2 separate regions of the Gossypium hirsutum genome follow, and region 1 is linked to region 2. Evidence: chromatin contacts called from public Hi-C data. All regions are on one chromosome and are shown on one strand. Each heading gives the region's core, a stretch centred on a gene start, on an enhancer-like site or on the middle of the called end of the contact. The rest is flanking DNA. Distances are from core to core; before and after follow the strand shown. Region 1 overlaps LOC107901792 (a long non-coding RNA gene). Region 2 has its middle 52 kb from the start of LOC107901794.

What was found. Hi-C and Micro-C count contacts between places; a contact is called where the count stands out from the background.
Region 1: a contact with region 2 is called in a Hi-C map of leaf, with 1.5 times the contacts expected there. The contact joins two enhancer-like sites. A contact is called at or near these places in 5 of 34 Hi-C or Micro-C datasets (callus, cotyledon and leaf).

The regions. Positions count from the first base shown.
Region 1 is chrD06:46,769,978-46,773,108 of Gossypium_hirsutum_v2.1, forward strand. LOC107901792 (a long non-coding RNA gene) reads right to left here. Exons shown (of 4, transcript XR_001685431.2): 4 at 3,079-3,131. Among protein-coding and RNA genes, the nearest start is that of LOC107901792, 5.5 kb to the right of the region's middle. Within about 2 kb of position 1,519, at least 7 of the 9 cell types and tissues checked have an H3K27ac peak or open chromatin away from gene starts, as enhancers often do. A contact at or near this core is called in leaf, where this site is marked.
Region 2 is chrD06:46,668,168-46,671,068 of Gossypium_hirsutum_v2.1, forward strand. No RefSeq gene overlaps it. Among protein-coding and RNA genes, the nearest start is that of LOC107901794, 52 kb to the left of the region's middle. Within about 2 kb of position 1,399, at least 1 of the 9 cell types and tissues checked has an H3K27ac peak or open chromatin away from gene starts, as enhancers often do. A contact at or near this core is called in leaf, where this site is marked.

The sequences.
Region 1 (3,131 bases), core at 269-2,768, 100 kb after region 2:
AATAAACTAATCAAATTCTAATTTCATAGCTTGGATTGTAATTATTTACCAACATTTACTGATTATTTACGAAAAGTTTACAAGAAAAATTCAATTACCTTGCTAATTAGGCTCACGGCAAATAAAAGAAGAAAATGGCTAAGTTTTCTGTTTTCTTTCTTTTTTGTTTCGGTTTGGGAAAGATGAGAAGATGATATTTTTCATCATCTCTCTCCCACTAAGGAATATATATATATTTATAATTATTTCTAAAGACTTGATTAATATTTAAATAAGGCCTTGTGGAATTTTATAATTATTATGCAATTTAACCCTTGTACCATTTTTATTAACTTAATTAATTTAATTACTAGCTAATTTTATTTCTTATTTCTGTATTTAACTTAAGGCTTTCTCATTTTAACTTCTCAAACATCTCAACTTAATTTTCAGTACACATCACAAGAATTGGGTCGTTACATGAAATTATTTATTTAAACTTAAAATAAAAATATTAAGGGATAAAAATAGGTTTAGAAGATGAGTTTCATTTAGAAAATTAAGTTAACATTTTTTTAACTTAGAATTTAAAATCGATCTAATCCATTCATTTTTTTTGAAATATATATCTTTTTATATATTTATATATTACACAATTTATACAAAAAAAATATATGTTTACACATAAAAGCAACATAACAATTAGAAAATAATCAACATATAAAAATAAAACACAAATTGAAGAAAGAAAATAAATCTCGAACCAAACAAACCTTAAAATAATAAAAAGATATTGCAAGTTACAGATGGGGCCCGAAATGCGTGGTAAGGGATTTCCACTTGATGGAAAGAAGAGATTATTATTATTATTATTTTCGTAAAACAAAATATTTTTATATATGTTTTATTATAAATAATATTAATTTTTTGAGTTTTGTAGTTATTCTTTTTAATAATGTCATTTTTAAAGTTTTAATTTGAATTCTGTTTTTTTAGAGTAGAATACGAACAACACTTGTTGGACGAAGAGATTATTACTTATTCACAAATCAAACAAATAAATAATAAGATAAATTATATCCAATGTCACTCAACTATTACAAAATTTACACTTTGGTCACTAAGTTTTAAAAAGATATGAATTTATCATTGAATTATTTGAAAATTACATGTTGGTTACTAGGTTGTTCAGTGACCAACTTGTAGTTTTTTTGAAATTGAGTGTTTAAAGTATAATCTTGTAAATAGTTGAATGACCTTGAGTATAGTTTACTCTATGATGAATAGTGAGTTAACAACCACATCAACATCCATTAGCAACTTAACAATTTAGTGATCAACTTATAACTTTCGAATAATTTAAAGATCAATTTATAACTTTTTAAAATTGAATATCAAAATATAAACTTTCTAATAGTTGAGTGAATTTGGTGTAATTTATCTTAAATAATAAAATGAAAAAAGAAAAAAAAAACAAGAATGCATGAAACACGTTGACTCAACAACTGGCCCTTCACTTTACGTCTATTCCTTCCAAGCAGCCTTCACAATTCATGTGGCTCTCCTTTCTCCACACCATACGTCTCCTTTGCTCTCTTTACATCTCCCACTTTTCACTTTTCTTCTTTTTCTTCCTTCACATATAATAAAAACTAATTTTTGCATTATATTATCACAATATTTTTCTTTTCCAATAAGGTTCATTGAATATCAATGCTTATATTATTGACAGTATTTTAAAAAGATTATTGAATATCAATAAGTTTTTTTAACGTGTATGGTATTATTAAATTATTTAAAAATGAAACAGGTCCATGTCTATTGTGAATTTTGAAAGAGTCAAAATTTCCAAAGTCAAGAAACAAAATGTGAAAGGCTTTTGTATGAAACGGAAGTGAGAAGTGGGTTGTGGCTATTATTCAGCAAAAGTCAATGATCAAATTTGGATGCATTTGGGTTCTTTTATCTTTTATGTTTGATGCCTCCATTTATGGGTACGTGTTGATCATCATGTCAATTAATTCTCAACCACTTTTTGGATGCTAAATTTTTTACTTGGATTCCAAACAAAATGAATAATAATTACTCAGACAAAAACTGTTTGACATTATTCTCTTTTGGGGGAATTTTTCAACCAAAGAATCCATGTCATTGAACAAATCCTCCAAATTTGCACACCTTAATGCCAATAACTAAGGCCGCCCGGATTCTAGTTGTGATTGATAAAGGATCTAGAAGGTTGTTAAGAAGTCTTTTGTATTCAAATTCATCCATTTATCTAACAAACATATACAAATTAAACTCTTGTCTAACTTGTGTACAGTTAGTTTAGAGAGTTTGGTCAACTAGAGACAGCTTAATGTTGTAAACAATGGGGGTTTCCAAGGATGAGTCCAAAAAAATCAGAATTTTTCTTTTTAGAGTTAGTCAAAATGCGAGCATTTACTACAACAGCAAGTTCAGACAATAGCCACGTGCTTACCGCTAAATTCGAAGTTTGCTTGTAGTCTTAAAGACAACAATATGTTCTATGCTAGTTTCTTAGAACATGTCTTGAGGTTGTAATCACTACACCAAAACAGGCTTTTAGCGGCGTTTTTTGTATAAACGCCGGTAAAAACCAAGATCTTTAGCGGCGCTTTTCTCACAAACGCCGCTATAGGTCATGGTCTATAGTGGCGCTTTTCGCACAAACGCCACTAAAGAATAAACCTTTAGCGGCGCTTCTCAAAAAACGCCGCTAAAAACTTAACCTTTAAAAAAATTTATTTTAATCAAATAATATTTATTTTTATGATAAATATTTTATTTTATTTTATTTTTTAAATTTGAACTTTAAATATACTTTTTAAGGATAAATAAAAAATATTATTTAAATTAAATTTTCTATGAAGATTTTAACTTTAAAACTAAATATAAAAATTAATGAATTTAGTTTTAGAATTTAAAATAATAAACTAATAACACAATTAAAATCCAAAAGTTAGAACTCAAGTTGTCGTAAATATTAAAGTAAAAATAAAAATTAGAACTCAAGTTGTCATAAATATTAAAGTAAAAATAAAAATTTAGAATCAAAACTAAAATAAATAATACATATGAAAAACATGCCTATGACTATACACATTACAAAGTAATAAAAAATACAATGC
Region 2 (2,901 bases), core at 149-2,648:
AATTGTTTATAAAGAGTACAAATTTAATGAGCTACGATTTGCATTTGTGATTTTAGAAATTAAATATGACCATAATGTTATATGCTTATAAGAAAAAAAATAGAATAGGTATTTACAGTCGTATCATGATATTACTTAGATGATTAAATTATTGAACTGTATTCATATCATTTGAATGTTTAATGTTTGTGTATGTTATACTATATCCGGTAATGCCCCGTAACCCTATTCCGGCGACGGATACGGGTTAGGGGTGTTACATTTATGATCTATATGCTCCAACTTGAGGGGGGTGTTAGGATATTATTATGAGATATTATCTTTTAGCATTTTGATTCCTAATGAGATATTATAGGACATTATCTCTTAGTAATTTGATTCCTAATAAGATATTATAAGATATTATTATGATATATTATCTTTTAGCATTTTGATTCCTAATGGGGTATTATAGGATATTATCTCTTAGCAATTTCATTTCTAATGAGATATTATAAGATATTATCTTTTAACAATTTGATTCCTATGTAACTACTACTACTGTATAGATATACACCATTAGGGCTATCAATAAAATGCAGAGATTATCTTATTCTTGTCACATGTGGTGCGTTATTTTTTTAAACTTTCTTTCACTTTGTGTTAGAATTAGTTTAAATGCACTGTAATTTTATATTATTGTTCTATTTGCTTTCTGGGTCGAATTTAATATATTTTCATCATGGGTTTGGATGGAAATTTGAGGTAGGCATACCGATCAGAATGGATAATGTAGATGCTAATTCGGATATTAAATGCCACAATAATTTTCGCAATTTCAAATAATTTTTAAAATTTTTAAATAATGTTTTATAAATTTTAATATATTTTTAAAATTTTTAAATAATTTTTACAATTTTAATATTTTTCTATAATTAGTAATTTTTTTTCAATTTTATTAATTTTTTAGTTATTTTAATATTTTTTATAAATTTTAATAAATTTTTAATAAATTTTAATAATTTTTATTTATTTTAAAAATATTTTTTCAATTTTTTAAAATGTTTAGGCCGGTCAAGACCTAATTAATATGGTCAAAACTCAATCAACGACCACATTATCAATGGCGATCAACGGGAACACATGGAGTGTTTTGTTTGGTTGCTAATTGTTTTGAACAGTGTTAACGGAAGGGGCCAAAAAATAAACAAAACTATAATTTAAGTACCAAAAGGAGATAAAAAAATTTTAGGTACTAATATGTGAAAATGAGTATAGTTGAGGTCCAAATAATTAATAAAGGTTTTTTTATTATTAAGATCGTTGAGTTTTTCTTTTTTTAATAAAAGATGAACTGGTTCAGAATTGAGTACCGGCTTTAAGGTCAGTTTTGACTTCCGGTTTTCCTTTTGAAGGAAAATATGAGCAAGCCTTGTTGATGTACGACAAAGAGAGTGTGGTCCTAAAATCAAGTACAACAAAGGATACTTTTATGAGTGCGAAATTAAAATAGTTTTATAAATTTTTATAATTTTTGTACAAGTTATATTTAATTAATATGACTGTTACTATATATGTTTTATTTATGTTGCTTTATGAGTAAATTAAAAATGTTTTATTCTTTTAATTATTGAATATATTTTAATAAAAAAATTATATAATTATATTTATAAATTCAGTAGCTGAATTATTAAAATGTTAATTTATAAAATGAACAATTTTTTTTTCAAATATTAGAAAATACATATGAATTATAACAATGCAAAATATTGTTTGGATTTGAGACATGTTTTATTCTTTGCTTAAAAAGTGTTTACGAGGTCGGGATTGTTTTTGTGTGGATGAAACATTTAATTCATGTAATAATTGCGAGGTTTTGAGGAACATTTATTAAGGACTTAAATTCACCTCTAAGAAAAATCATACAATAAATAAAAGCGTACGGATAAGTTTGCTACATCCACTTGTAATCGGTTCATTAGAAAAGAAAATTGAAAATCGATTTCTTTAAAAGATAAAAACAAATAACCTAACTAATTTCACCCTAAATCGACGTAAAGGAATAAATTTAAGTTGATTTTGTAGGTAGGGTTTATTAAAGATATCAACACCAGAACACCAACACGTGGTCATTTGTTGACCAAGTTTATTTCCATATTTTCTTTGTTTATTTATTAGCTATTTTTGGTTACTTAGTTGTTTGGTTGTTACCAAATTTTTAGTGGATCTGTTTTGCCTATAAATAGGTCTTTGCTAAGCCTATAAATATGCAGTCATTTCATTGAATTATATCATCATCCATTTGCAGTCTTATTCTTCCTGTGAGTTATATGTTCTTTCTTTTTGTCGTTTGTCAGCTATTAGTTCTACAATCTGGTATCCGAGCTAGGTTCTCTTGGGCGCTGTTAGGATGGACGATCTTCAAGTGGTTGGTGGAATCAAGAAACTCAACAACCAAAACTACAATTCTTGGTCTACATGCATGATGTCATAGTTGCAAGGTCAAGACTTATGGTAAGTAGTAAATGGAAATGAGGTTATGTCGCCAGAAGTAGAAGACACGAATGGTGTCTTACGGAAGTGGAAAATCAAAGCGGGTAAAGCGATGTTCGCCTTGAAGACCACAGTCAAAAAAGATGTTCTAGAGCATATACGTGATGCCAAAAATCTGAAGGAAGCTTGGGAAACGTTCGACAAACTGGTCTCAAAGAAGAATGATACGAAGCTCCAACTCTTAGAAAGTGAGTTGTTGTCGGTGTCACAACGCGACATGACAGTCTCACAGTATTTTCATAAAGTAAAGACGCTATGCCGGGAGATTTCTGAGTTGGATCCGGAGGCTCCTATTGGTGATACTAGGATGAAGCGAATCATCATTCATGGTTTCAAGCCAGAATTCAGGAGTTTCGTTGTTGCCATACA